2 separate regions of the Sus scrofa genome follow, and region 2 is linked to region 1. A link is a contact called in public HiChIP or PLAC-seq data. All regions are on one chromosome and are shown on one strand. The core of a region is the stretch at or near the end of the contact, and the rest is flanking DNA. Distances in the headings are between cores, read along the strand shown. Region 1 holds the start of COPZ1 (coatomer subunit zeta-1). Region 2 overlaps CBX5 (chromobox protein homolog 5).

The links. HiChIP or PLAC-seq counts read pairs in DNA pulled down with a chosen protein or histone mark.
Region 2: an H3K27ac HiChIP or PLAC-seq map of skeletal muscle shows a contact between it and region 1. The contact joins the enhancer-like site here to the promoter of COPZ1 in region 1. A contact is called at or near these places in 24 of 47 Hi-C or Micro-C datasets (adipose tissue, alveolar macrophages, blood and 14 more) and 2 of 2 datasets of contacts at active chromatin or transcription factors (alveolar macrophages and skeletal muscle).

The regions. Positions count from the first base shown.
Region 1 is chr5:19,519,012-19,526,443 of Sscrofa11.1, reverse strand. COPZ1 (coatomer subunit zeta-1) reads right to left here and starts at 3,877. Exons shown (of 9, transcript XM_001927549.5): 1 at 3,789-3,877. The coding sequence starts at 3,806.
Region 2 is chr5:19,467,281-19,474,712 of Sscrofa11.1, reverse strand. The region is part of intron 1 of CBX5 (chromobox protein homolog 5); the gene reads left to right. Among named protein-coding and RNA genes, the nearest start is that of CBX5, 14 kb to the left of the region's middle. Within about 2 kb of position 3,757, at least 38 of the 83 cell types and tissues checked have an H3K27ac peak or open chromatin away from gene starts, as enhancers often do. A contact at or near this core is called in fetal skeletal muscle, omental adipose tissue, retroperitoneal adipose tissue and 2 more, where this site is marked.

The sequences.
Region 1 (7,432 bases), core at 2,628-5,127:
AACAAAAGCCCCATTAAAATGATTCAGGAAGCGAAGGCCACAGAGCAATATCAACCTTTAAGAGTCACTGATGTATTCTGCATAGTTTCTTCCTCCATATACACAAGTACTCTTGTGCACTTTGGATGCCCTGACTTTTGAACGAGGCTTAGGATTCAGGATCTGGTCACTGTTGTAGGATAAAAATTAATTAAGGGGAGAGAAAGAAGAGAATTAAGAAGTCTAGTCTGTAAAGCATGGAAAAGCACTCAGAAAGTGAATCCAGAGAGGATTAGGAAAAAATGAAACCTATGAGGAAAGATTGAAGGATCCAGACTTCTAGGGTAGGGGAAAAAAAGGTAAAGGGGAAAGGGAAGAAGAGGCTAAGTCATTATCTTTTAAGATTCCATAGCTATTAATGGAGACTGGTGACCTGCACAAATTCCTCTCCATTCACAACTAAGACAGAACCAGCAGAAAACAGCAGGAAAGAGGAAGCTGAGTTCAAAGATGCAGGCTGGGAGCATGATTACCAAGCACTGGCAATAGAAGATGAAAGGGTCTTTCCTTAGAGACCTGAGAAAGACTGGACAAATCTGCTTGAAAACTAGGATTGGATTACTTAATTCCAGAAAGAAATGTGACTCACTGTAAAGTACCTAAATGAAGGGAGCCTACTGGTAGTTAGAAATTCCCATATTCAGCTCAAATTTTGAATGATGATTCTTCTTGACCCCATCTAGCTCACTCTTCCCTTCTTCTCAATATCCTATGGCTATATGTCTTGCAGAGGTGAGGACAGAAGAATATGCTTTGATCAGATTTCCCCAAAGGTCCAGGCGAACCAGGAAACAAATGTGGGAGGAGGAAGCCTAAAGGAACTCTAGAAGCTGTCTGCCTTCTCTAGGGAGTGGCTTGTTAAATACTGTCTGGGTACAGTAAACTCTTTAGCTCAGTAGGGCACTAAGGTTAAGTTCCAGTGAATTCTTCATACTTTTCATGAAGATGGTGACCTAAGAATCAGGGGATGCTGCTGAGTAGACAGAGGAGGGGATGAGATTAAAAGGAACAGGGAGGAAGGGTGATTCTGAACCAGATGGAGGTAAATTCTGTGGACCAGTATGTGAGTGTGGAGAGAAGAAAAATTAAAATTTAGGAAATATCACCTGATTCTCAGATTCCTCATCTGAACCACTGAACACTGAAGATTTTTTAAATACTGTTCTCACTTCTCCCAAGGATACTACCAAACCAGTACCATTGTGGATACAGAGGAACTGATTCATTACATACGATAACGCCTTAGGACATTAGGGCTTCATTCTCCCCTGGAACTCCACCTGAGAAGGGCTAGAATGGTGAGAAAGGTATATAAATTCTTAATTGGGGGTCCAAAATATACTGAAATAGTAAAGAGGAAAAAAACAATGTGGAGAAGAGCTGACGCAGAGAAAGGAAAATACTAGTTTAATATCCTGAGAACTATGGAGATCAGCACAAGAACTAATACCTGGTGGTACTTTGTCCCCAGACAAAGCTTTATATGACTGATAGTTGAAAGTACACTTTGGCATACTGAAGAGGGGGAAAGCCCACGATGAGATAACATCAGAGAGACATGGTCTGGGAGGATTGGGAATCAAAATCTAATCCTAGTTTTGACATTGTGCTTCCTTGAGGAAGCCTTTTTTCCTAAACCTCCATTTCCCCTAACCCCACGTTACACACGTTCCTCATGACAAAGAATCAGTAAGGTTTCTAAAGCAAACTTCAGGGGTACCTGACCAGGTTAGCAAGGATCTATGAAGGTGGCATCTTAGGTATAGATTAAAATGGATATAAAGGGGGTTTGAGCCCTGGCCTGGGAACTTCTGCATCCCCCAGGGGTGGCCAAAAAAAATTTTTTTAACTAAAAAAATATATAAAGAATATGGAAACAAAGAGGAAGGAGAGACAAGGACTGAGGTAAGAGAAAACCTGACAGAAACTTTCACATATAATGCCCTCAATTCACCACTTGTTAAGAGATCCCTTGTCAAAAGGTCTTCTCAAGTATCATTTCCCTCACTCCTTTACCTCTAAGCAGACTTCTAAACAGATCTAGGGGGCAATCTAAAAATTTCTTTTGCAGTTCCCGTTGTGATGCAACAGGATTCTTGGGAGCCCTGGAATGCATGTTTGATCCCTGGCCCAGCACAGTGGGTTAAGGATCCACCGTTGCCACAAGAGTGGCTTAGTTTGCACCTGCAGCTCGGATCTGAGCACTGGCCCTGGAACTCCTTATGCCACAAGGTGGCCAAAAAGAAACATTTCTTTTTTTTCGGCTGTGCCTGCGGTATGCATAAGTTCCCAGGCCAAGGACTGAACCCATGCCACAGCAGTGACAACTCCAGGTCCTGCTGGGCCACTAGGGAACTCCCAAAAATTTCTCAAAACTTCCAAAGACACCAATTCCCTAGAATTTATCCCAGTCTGTTAAGGGGTTGACGGCTTAGTAAAGAAAATATCTTACTAAAAACTGATCAGATTTTAAAGCTTCCTACCTACACTTAACCAACCCATATAATCGGAAGGAATTATCATATCTTTGCATTTTGAAAGCAGGAAAATGAAACTTGTTATTCTCTTTTACCTGAAGAAGATCTGGATTAAAGAGAGCTGAAGGAGAAAACAACAAACAAAAAAGACAAAAAAGAGACCTAGAGTTTGACTCAATTAAGGAAGGAGCTAGGAGCTAAATACCTACACACACATATGTTAACATTCTCAAAATGCAAAATTAAGGGGGGAGGCATGCATTATTTTGAAAGAAATGCTCTGATTTAGTTCTAAAGAAGGGATAACAGTATTTTTTTTTTTTCTTTTTAAGGCCGCACCCTCGGCATATGGAAGTTCCTAGGCTAGGGGTCGAATCGGAGCCACAGCTGCCAGCCTACACCACAGCCACAGCAACGCCGGATCCTTAACCCACTGAGCAAGGCCAGGCCCTCATGGATGCTAGTCGGGTCGGTTAACCACTAAGCCACGAAGGGAACTCCCAGTTTTTCATTTGTTTTTGAGCAAGTAAAAAGGATCTCATGGACAAGGGAACTAACACAACCCTTCAGCCATCAAATTTTCATATAACCAGAGGAATAACTGGCATCCCAGATCCTACAATAAGAATCCCCAAAGTTTAAATAAGGAGGGAAAAGAAAAACAGAATAAGGAGTTTGGGAAAATATTCCATAATCCATGCTGACTTTACTAGGTATTCCAGAACTTTAATGGAATACTGATTCTTTATCATGACAAATCCATATAGTAGGAATTAAAAGGAAACCGAAGAAGAAAATAGTTTTTCCTGAAGGAATGTGACAGGGAATTGAATTATCAAGAGAGAGTCAAAATGTATCAGTTATCAAGAGGAGCGTGTGATGACAAACACCTGCACTCTATTCTTATAATTTCAGGCGAATCTGGAGATTTGGAGAAATTCAAATCAGGGTATTATCTACAACGCTCAGAATCAGGGAGAACCTGAAGGACCCCAATCCAGTACGCTTATGATCCTATGAGTCTTAAGGACTCCAAGGGCTTGCTCCCTTCAACTTTCCACCGACTCTGCCCTTTCCCCGGCACAGCTTCCTACTTTAAACTGAGGCTTTAACGACTGCACTAGGCCACATGTTTATTCCAGGGGAAGGCAAGAACGTTCGGTCCCCGAGGATTACCCGAACTCCCCTTTCTACCCCCTCCCACTCAGGTCGAATCCCGATTCGCGGCCCCTCGGGACATCATAGCCTCTCGGCTGCCCCTCTGGTTCCTACCAAAATCAGCGCCTCCATCTTGCCCCGCAGCTGGTGCCGACGTGGAGCCGCCAAGACAACGCCGCCGCTGATTGGCCTTACGTCCTTATTAGACCCCGCCCACCCTGCGGGCTATTGGACTTCCAGGTGTCAGCTATTGCTTTACTGACCAATCAGTTTACTAGCTTGCTTAGCGGAAGCAAGGTGTCCAGCCAGAAGGCGCAGATATTTGATTGTCAGTTTAAACACTCAATAAAACGACAAAACCTCACGACTGAATGGGGCGGGAAGGTCAGTGGGGCAGGGTTGTTTCCATGGGGAACAGAGGAAGCGATTATTAATTTCCAATTGGCTGGGCGGAGGGCACGTGATATCGTCGGCCGGATTTAGGAGCTTTAATTCGCACTTCCTTTAGGGGGCGCTGTGTCTCTTTAGCCCTTAACACTGGCAGCTCTTGGAATCCTACTCTGCTTCCCATTCCAGAGCCTCCATTAGGTCCTTGATGTCCACGGTTGCTTTGGCAAACCGTACTAGTACTAACTGTTCATTAGACTCAGATCTCTTCAGCATACTCACAGAAAGTCTGCACAGCCATAGAGTAAAGCCACAAGATGCCCAGGGTGTTAACTAGATAAACACCAAGGCCGCTGGGAGTTGATTGCCAGCAGTAACGATCTGCCTAAGGTGGAGTCCCAGACTTTGCTAGACCCAGGGAAGGACAAGAAGCCAGGAAGTTTCTAAAAGAGGATTTTCTTTTTTTCTTTTCTTTTTGTTTTGTTTTGTTTTTTAGGGCCGCACCCTAAATCCTTCATATGGAGATTCCCAAGGTAGGGGTCAAATCCGAGCTGTAGCTGCTGGCTTACGCCACAGCCACAGCAACGCAGGATCCGAGCCTCGTCTGCGACCTACACCACAGCTGACGGCAACACCAGATCCTTAACCCACTGAGCAAGGTCAGGGATGGAACATGCATCCTCATGGATACTAGTCGGGTTTGTTAACCACTGAGCCACCAAGAGAACTCCTAAGAGCACATTTTCTTTAGCCGGACATGAAACAGGATGTTAGAGCTTTGGAGACCAGCAAGGAAAGAGTAGGAGGGACAAAGGAATAAAGGATCCTGGATGAGGTTGGGTAGAGCGAGCAGGGTCTGCGGTTTTCCAGTAGGGACAAGCCCGTTGCAAAATGAGAAAAGAGAAGTTTACTGAATGCATGGATTTCACAATAGAGAAGGATTTTGATGAAGTTTAGCTTTCCCTTACTCCCCAGTTCCTTGGTCCCTGACCCCTGCTTAGGTCAGGGACACCTTCTGCTGCCTTATAAAATTCTCCAGAGGTTTTTGTGGGTGTTCCTACCCCCGCCACCACCACCACCACACACACACACACACTCATCTCTAACAATTATGTCTTTAGAAACTCTCCAAGAAGAACATCCAAACCTAGGAGTTTTTCCAATAATTTCAGAGTAGAGTAAGATGTCCTAAGAAAAAAGTATAGAACAATACAAAACAAACTACAGAGCTATGTTAGTACATATGCTATGAAGAAAGGCATATGATTTTCTGTTAAAGTCCCAGGGGACAAGCATCAAATCTGGAAGAAACAGGGCTTTAGCTTTTATCTGTTCCTATGGGGAATTATTCAAACATTTAGCATCCTGCCTGGCATCACAAGGTAGTCCTTGGCTTGGCAGTTTAATGATAATGCTAAAATTTACTTGGGAGTTCCCCTTATGGCTCCGTGGGTTAAGAATGCAACTAGTATCCTTGAGGTGGCAGGTTTGATCCCTGGCCTTGCTCAGTGGCTTAAGGAGCTGGTGTTGCAGCAAGCTCAAGCATAGGTCACAGATGCAGATTTGATCTGGTGTTACCGTGGTTGTGGCATAGGCTGGCAGCTGCAGCCCTAGAGAGAAAAAAGAAACATTTAGTGATCATTTATGATGTGCCAGGCACATGATAAATCTTTGAACACATTATTTTATATATATATATATATATATATATTTTTTTTTTTTTTGCTTTTTTTTAGGGCCTCACCTTAGGCATATGGAAGTTCCCAGGCTAGGGATCAAATTGGAGTTATAGCTGCCGGCCTATGCCACAGCTGCAGCAACTCAGGATCCAAGCTGAATCTGCGACCTACCCCATAGCTCATGACAATGCTGGATCCCCAACCCACTGAATGAGGCCAGGGATCGAACCTGAATCCTCATGGTTCCTAGTAGGATTCATTTCCACTGCACGAAAACAGGAACTTCCTAATGTATTTTTAGAAGTGTTATGAAGTAAATGGTTATTACTCTCATTTTAAAGATGACAGAAATGGAGTCCAGAACAGTTAAAGAATTTACTTAAGGCAATACAACTGTTCATTGATAACTATGCATTTGAGCATAGATGGTCTGGTTTTAAAAACACATTCTTGGAGTTCCCGTCGTGGCTCAGTGGTTAACACCCTGCTAGTATCCATGAGGACACAAGTTCGATCCCTGGCCTCGCTCAGTGGGTTAAGGATCCAGCATTGCCATGAGCTGTGGTGTAGGTTGCAGACGTGGCTCGGACCCCACATTGCTGTGGCTGTGGTATAGGCCACAGCTACAGCTCCGATTCAACCCCTGGCCTGGGAACCTCCATATGCCTCGAGTGTGGCCCTGAACAGACAAAACAAATAAATAAATAAATAATAAAAACACATACTTGGAGTTCCCATTGTGGCTCAGCAGTTTAAGAATCTGACTAATATCCATCCATGAGGATGCAAGTTTGATCTCTGGCCTTGCTCAGTGGATTAAGGACCTGGCATTGCCTTGTGCTGCTGCATAGTTTGTGGATTTGGCTCAGATCTGGTGTTGCTATGGCTGTGGTGTAGGTCAGCTGCTGCAGCTTTGATTCAACCCCTAGCCAAAGAACTCCCATATCCTGCAGGTGTGGCTTTAAAAAGAAAATAATAATAATTATTATTATTATAATTTAAAAAAAAATAAAAACACGTTCTTACTCATGATCCACTACTCTGACTTGTGGCTTCTCATGTATCCCAGTCCTGCCTGAAGTCCCCTTTACAAATCCAGATGTTCTGTAGGGATCCTGAGGAGGAAGACTGTGTGATGTGCTTGGGTTGTGGGAGGGGGTTGGCACCTCTTTCTTTATGGAGTAACTGACAATTTTTTTTTTTCGTCTTTTTAGAGCCACAACCATGGCATGTGGAGATTCCCAGGCCAGAGGTCAAATCAGAGCCGTGGCCACAGGCCTATGCCACAGCAACAGCAATGCCAGATCCAAGCCACATCCGTGACCTGTGCAGCAGCTTGCAGCAATGCTGGATCCTTTAACCCACTGGGCAAGGCCAGGGATCAAACCTGCATCTTCATGAATACTGGTCAGGTTCTTAACCAGTTGAGCCACAATGGGACCTCCAAGTAATTGAAAAATTTTCACAGTCAGCCATTGTTCCAGAAGATGGCTGGTTTTAAGCTCTTCTGCCTATTAAGTAACTGTGCTGTGGGAGAAGACAACTGGCTGGATGGGAGACTTTAGTTCTTGTTGTGACTTTTCCTTAATAAGAGGGAGAGGAGTTCCTGCTGTGACACATCGGGTCTGGAGTTGCCGCAGCTGTGGCAAAAGTCCCAGCTGCAGATCAGATTCCATCCCTCCCCTGGGAACT
Region 2 (7,432 bases), core at 2,508-5,007, 52 kb after region 1:
CAATAAGGGAATATTAGAACAACTATGCCAATACATTCAATATCTAAGATAAAATGAATGGCTTCCTTGAAAGACAAACTACTGAAGCTCACTTCAGAAGAAATTCAGAACCTCACTAGCCTTATATCTATTAAGAAAATGGAATTTGTAGTTAGAAACCTTCCCACAGAGAGAACTCCATGTCCGGATGGCTTTATGGGGTGAATTTTCCAACCCTGATGGGAGAAATATCAATTCTATACAGGCTCTTCCAGAAGATAGAAGAGGAGGGAACACTTGCCAAAATGTTCATTATTTTTAAATTCCACTAGCAGACATTTATATTCTGTTTGGTCTACATTTTTAAGTGTTTTCTGCACACACACACACACACACACACACACACACACCCCACTGCCATAGACCTATGAGGTAAGTAGGGCAAGTAGCTAACACCCTTCAAGTTAAGTGAACTGTCAAGTTCAACCTTTCAGTGATCTCCTTGGGATAGGACCCACATCTTATTCTTATTCATGATATTGCCGCTGTTAACAAGTTGCCCTTTTAGTAGCTTTTTTGTATTACTCTTTGGAGACCCTGCTAACCAGTGCTGACTTAATCAAGGAGACACTTAAAATCCTTAGTCCTTAAGTTGAGGACTGGGCTAGACTCAATGCCCATGCATTGCTTGGCAGCTACTAGGCCCTCAATAAATGTCCCAACCAATAACCAACCAATCAATTTTAGAGCAAAGAACAAAATTACTATATTAATCATCCTTTTGGCATAGGATCTGAATTGGGAGGATGGTTGGAAGCCAGACAAGAAGAGGCAGAAACATCTCACTTGGTTTAAGCAACATGTCAGAATGCTCAGTGGAAGAGCTGGGTGGTCTGACATTGGCCATCCCTTTGGCTGTTTATCTGATGGTGGCCTTTCTTTGCATTTAACTATCAATATATCTGAAGTGTAGAGCACACTTTTATGATATTGTGGTATAGTAATTCACACTTAAATGTCAATAGAGACACTTGCAAAGATGTACAAGGTTCAATAATTTCTGGTGTGGGTTTGTTTCTCCTGTCATCACCCATTATGTATTTTTTTACAGCTTTTAAATTGCCACGGAGAGGAATTGGTCAGGATCTTAACAGATGGCCAAGGAGCTGCCAAGGATACTGTTGTATAGGATGGGAAAAAGTTCAATACTGGCTTGATTTTATTTGTCTAAATTGTAGACTATGATTTCAGTGTAATTCATGTCACTAACACACCAAGGTAACGGCAAAGCACAAAATTATGCCATATGCTCTCTTTACCCCCTGAAGTTTTACAGTCTGAGATATCGTTCTTATTCCAATTGTATAAAAAGTCCTCTTTGGGGGGGGGTCAGGATATATTAATTAGATTTTAGCATATTGATTTAAAGTCTAATACCATCTCAACAGTAATATTAGAGATTTTTAGATATTTTAGTTTATGGTTATGCAAATTTGTATGTCTCCTGAGTCTCTGCTGAACAAAGACTCTGATAGAATATAAATTGTCTGGCATAGTAGAAGCTCTTCCTTAAAATAGAGGATTTGTTGAAATGACCTGATGGGGCCCTGGTAACCCTTAAGCTGCTGATGTCCAAAATGTGTACAAGCTAGATAAGCATAGTCTTTAATTTTATGGCTGTTTGGAAAATACCTTATGACCATAATTTTATTTGGGGGTGGACATTTCAGTTCTTTTTTAACCCTTCCATATTTTGTGAATATGACCTGCCAGAGTGGTATGTGAAAATTGAAGTTTCATGGTAATCTACTCAAATGTTGCTATTACCCATTTTTTCTTAAGACATCAAGAATTTGTATGTTACTGCTAAATATTCCAGTGAACCATACTTAAAACTTTTGAGCAGTTCTGAGAATTGCTGTAATACACTTTCATTTATATTTTTAGTGGTGGTCAGAGCTTGGAGGACAGTATAGCTAAGTGAAATTTATAAGGCAGCCTTTATCTCTATTTATAATCTATATGTTTTAATCTAAAAGAACAAATGTCTCTTTACTCCCTTGCTCGCTGGAGCAAGAGTCTTAGATAATCAACAAATAGGATACTTGGCCCCAGAATAATTCTGTGACTGGCTGAAACAGTGCCTTGGCCTGATTTTTAAAGAATCACAAACTGGAGCTGTGTTAGCCAAGGGAGAGCCTTTCCTCTTTCCACACTCCTCTCTATTAATAAAGTTTGTGTTGTCTGTTTGTGGCTTGTTAATGATAGGGGTGTTAACGACCACAGTTAATCTTCCTCCTCAACTCTTTCCTAATCCAGTCTCTTAAACAGACATTTAAAAAGCTTTTAACTCCTTTTGAATTGGGTGCTCATAGGCTTTTGGTGGAGGTGGAGTGATAGTTATCAGCTCATTTAACAAAACCTGAGACAGCCAGGACAGCTGTAATGTGCATCTCTATACTGTGTTTTTGTTAAAGTGCCACATGCCTAATACTTTGGAAATCATAAATCTAGTGGAAGAAAACATCTTTATAAAGGGTATTTTAGTTTTATGCTGTATGTATTACAAACCTAAAGCCAATGGTACTTGTAGATCCATAAAGAGCAAAGAACTTAGACCAGATTAAAATGGTTCTGTAAATTTAGTTTCTTTTCATCTGTTTTATTTTCTACAATATGGCTATAAAGAAGATGCCTTAAAGACAGTGTTGTAGCTGACACTTTAATCTTCATATAAGCCAACAGGTTTCATCAAGGGCCTTAGGGGAGAAATGGGAATTTATCAAGCCTGGACCAACTAAAGTCACCCATCATGGGCATATTTAATTAATAATGTGATAGGGACCTTTAATATGCCCTTGCTCTTTCCTGCTCTTTAGAATGGCTTTCTTTATAGAGGATTTTGCTTTCTTAGTGGCCTTGGAGAATTTATGTTAAATTTCTAAAATGGGAATTCCCTTTGTGGCTCAGTGGTTAACTAACCTGACTAGGATCCACAGGGATGCGGGTTCGATCCCTGGCTTTGTGCAGTGGGTTAAGGATCCAGCATTGCCGTGAGCTGTGGTGTAGGTTGCAGACACAGCTTGAATCCAGTGTTGCTGTGGCTGTGGCATAGTCCAACAGCTGTAGCTCCAATTCGACCCCTAGCCTGGGAACTTCCATATCCCAAAAAAACTCTAAAATGAAGAGAGCTCAGTGATTATATATTTTGACATTTTTAAACAATACAAAGAAAGCTTAGAGAAAGATATAGAATTATATGTGTATATATATCCATATGCTTTTGCTTGTATGTGCTACACCAAGATCTAAGAAAAGCCACGAGGACAGCTGGCATAGTGACTGGGGGGAGGGAAGAAAAAATTAGTGACTAGAGGGACTAGAGTGGAGCCTGAACTAGACAGAGCAGCGGGATACCAGAGATCCCATGTAGGTGGTTCTCTGCTTCTAGGATTGATTGGTTAATGCAAATAGCTAATCATCCCTCCATTCTTCTGGATTGCGCCAACTTTGTATAATGACCTTTCTGTAATTTCTGAGTACTGGCACTTTTACCATTTTTTCTTTTACCTTTATAATGTGTGGGTTTTTTTGTTTTGTTTTGTTTTGTTTTGTTTTTAATCCCTCTCTTTCTGCTTCACCTCCTCACCACCACCCCCCCTTTTTTTCTGGAAGATTCGTCTGTTAAAGAAGTTTCCTGTCATCACCTTGGAATGTGGGTTCTGACTGTGCCTGACCACAAAGCTTTTTGATGTTTGTCCAAGGCTGAATTCTCACCAGATCCCTGGTTTAGGTGTTTTCCCCCAGTGCTCTGAGGCCTATAAGGTGAATTTGCCTTGTGTCATTTATGTGAAGCGTTGGTGGACCCTGCCTGCTCTTTCTCATGATCTGATGGGCAGTTAAATTGCTGGACTGTCTATAGTTGTTGATGCCTTTACCAGAGAGTTCCTGTGTATGTTTAAGAAAAGGCTAAGAGTTGTTATGTCTGTACGACTAGAAACTTGAGAAGCTGCTCACCCTTTCCCATGGAGATTTCTACAAGGATAATAAGGTTGTGTGCAGAGGCTCAGCCCTTCTTCCTCTGTCATGGTATCAAGATTCTACCTTAATCACTCCATCATCCTGCCAGCCATGTCTCATTTCTCACACTGGAAAGCTCCCTCCTCCCAAGCTCAGCGTGAACCACCAGTCTCGATGCTTTATCTGGTCCAGGCACTAGCCCTTAAATTGTCCGTCTGGCTTTGTGTTTCATTTGACCCTAATACACTGGGTCACGCTGTCTAGAAGAGAATTATGTCCCCTCCGATGTCTGAGTGCATTTCTCATTTCTTACTGCTGCTCCTGAGCAGATCTGTAACTTCAAGGTTAAGATAAGACACATTCCATCAGAACTATGTCGTCATCCTTGCCAGCTTCTGATCTGTGACTGTCCAGGAGATTTACAAGACAATTGCATGCCATTCTTTACAGAATATTATGGTTGGACTCTGACTCTTGGCATCAGGCCCAATTTGATTTGTCAGCTGTTACAAAACCCATTTCCCAAAGAGAGAGGGATCTTAGCCTTGTGCCTTTTAGGCGGTTCTTAAGAGTGGGAAGGAAGGACTTGATCTGGCTCTTTATTTCCTGATTTTTTTTTTTCTTTTTTAGGGCCGTACCCACAGCTTATGGAGGTTCCCAGGCTAGGAGTCAAATAGGAGCTATAGCTGCCAGCCTACACTATAGCCACAGCAACTCGGGATCTGAGCCACGTCTGCGACCTACAGCTCACAGCAATGCTGGATCCTTAACCCACAGGGATCGAATCTGTGTCCTCATGGATACTAGTCAGATTCATTTCTGCTGAGCCACATCAGGAACTCCCTTTATTTCCTGATTTTTTTTAGGGAAAATTCAATTTATTGTTGAATTCACTTGTTTTAAGTGTTAATATTGCTGTCATTTTTTCCTATCCTTTATCCCTTCACAGAATTGCTGTTAGCCCTTTCATTCTGCTATCTCCAATGCCTGTCTTAGTTTCAAGGAATAAGAATTTTGCCCTTGGAGTTCCCGTCGTGGCGCAGTGGTTAACGAATCCGACTAGGAACCATGAGGTTTCGGGTTTGGTCATTGCCCTTGCTCAGTGGGTTAAGGATCCAGCGTTGCCGTGAGCTGTGGTGTAGGTTGCAGACGTGGCTTGGATCCCGTGTTGCTGTGGCTCTGGCGTAGGCCAGTGGCTACAGCTCCGATTCAACCCCTAGCCTGGGAACCTCCATATGCCACGGGAGCGGCCCAAAGAAATAGCAAAAAGACCAAAAAAAAAAAAAAAAAAAAAAAAGAAAAGAATTTTGTCCTTGAGGGAAAGAGTATCTGCCTTTTCTCTGAAGGTTATTAGTTTACCAGCACCTAGTTAACAAAGACACTGTTCTTCCTTGCTGTCTAACGAACATGTTGAACTGCAGGAGTTACTGCATGTGATATGATTTAATGGCTTAGGAATTTGGAAGGTCCCATTTTTCCTGCCTCTGTTGTATTAGGTCCTGTAATATTTTTTACAAAAGCTTCTCTTTGAAGGCCCTTTGGTTTCAATATAAACTTACTTTTTCTCTAGGAGATAGGCAATGGAGATTTATTTGGTCCATTTTAGTGATTCTGGGGTTAGAGCTAAAATTTATTTACTCACCATCACACATGGCAAGTTAATCACAGAATCACAACCCCGATCTAATTCTTGTGGCATTATTTAAATATCCGTTATCTACAAAAAGTTTTAAAAAGTTAGGAAGAGTTGAAATGGGCAGTTTTTACTCACATTTCCTTATGGGTCTATTCAAGTTTGAAGAAATCCTCTATGGATGAAAACTGTCCACTTTGCTCTCATGTCCTAGTATTTCTTCTGATAGCCAAAATAGTCACGATTATATTTTTCTCCTCAACGGATCCTTTGCTTTTTTAAAAAATTAACATCGGCACCTGCAGCATGTGGAAGTTCCTGGGCGAGGGGTCAAATTGGAGCTGCCCCTCTCAGCCTGTGCCACAGCCACAGCAACACTAGATCTAAGCCCCATCTGTGGCCTGTGCTGCAGCTCAGTACCAGATTCTTAACCCACGGAGCAAAGCCAGGGATTGAAACTGCATCGTCACGGAGACAATGTTGGGTCCTTAACCTGCTGAGCCACTCTGGATTCTTTGCTTTTGATTGTCCCTTTTTCTTAATCTTCTGTGACAGCAGCCTCTAGCTCTAAAGACCCATGTCTGTCTGTAAAGTAGGGCAGTGTTTTGGAGATCTAAAACATTCTTTAGGGGAGTTCCCGTTGTGGCACAGTGGTTAACGAATCCGACTGGGAACTGTGAGGTTGCAGGTTCGATCCCTGGCCTTGCTCAGTGGGTTAAGGATCGGGCGTTGCTGTGAGCCGTAGTGTAGGTCGAAGACACGGCTCGGATCCGCATTGCTGTGGCTCTGGCATAGGTCGGCAGGTACAGCTCTGATTGGACCCCTAGCCTAGGAACCTCCATATGCCACGGGAGTGGCCCTAGAAAAGACAAAAAATAAAATAAAAAAAATAAGACATTCTTTAGGACCAAGAAAAAAGAAAATTCATGGGACTGCGAGTCTCTTGAGTATTTCTTTTGTCTCAGTTCTCCTTTTCTCAAGTATTAAGAATCCTTACTATATGAAGCTTTAAGTTATATTATATAATTTAATGTTCCAGGTGCATAGTAATTATTTTAAAATATGTTTTATAACATCACAAGAACAATTAATGAGGAGTTCCTTGTTGCACAGCAGGTTAAAGATACGGCATTGTCATCTCTGCAGCTCAGGTTGCTCCTGTGGCTTGGGTTTGATCCCTTGCCTGGGTACTTCCACATGCCAAGGGTATGGCCAAAAAAAAAGTTAAAAGAACAACTAATGAGAAGTGGTTTTAACAGTAATGGTTATGACTAGATGCTCCCTCTACCCTCTTTTAAAAAATCTACTTAATTAAATTTCTTCCTAGCCTTAATTTCAGTTGAAAGGTTCTTTGGTAGCCCTTCAAGTCTCCAGAATCTGTTTCTTTTTCTAGTAATCCCCCAAGAGAAGGAAGTTGTATAGTATCTTTGAAATACTTCCCATTCCCAGGTCCTCCCCACACCAACAATTTTAATTAACTGTTCAGTGACAGATGGTAGAAAAGGCCTTGTCTGAAATGTTTCTGGAGGGCTGGATTAGGGGGTGGGCAGTTCATTCTGATCATGTGTAGATGGATTTAGCTTTTCCCTGGCGGTCCCCCCTTCTAGTTGAGCTATAATCCTGTTAGTTGATCTTAAAATGCTATTGATTAATTCCCAGTGTTCTTAAAGGAATAAGCACAAGTTTTGGGTTTAAAACCCTGGAGCCAGTTCTCTAGAGCTCTGAAGCCTTAGCCTTGAGGCCAAGGGAGGTACCTTCCAACTTCTCCACCCAGTCTTCACTGAAAAGGAAAGTTAAGCC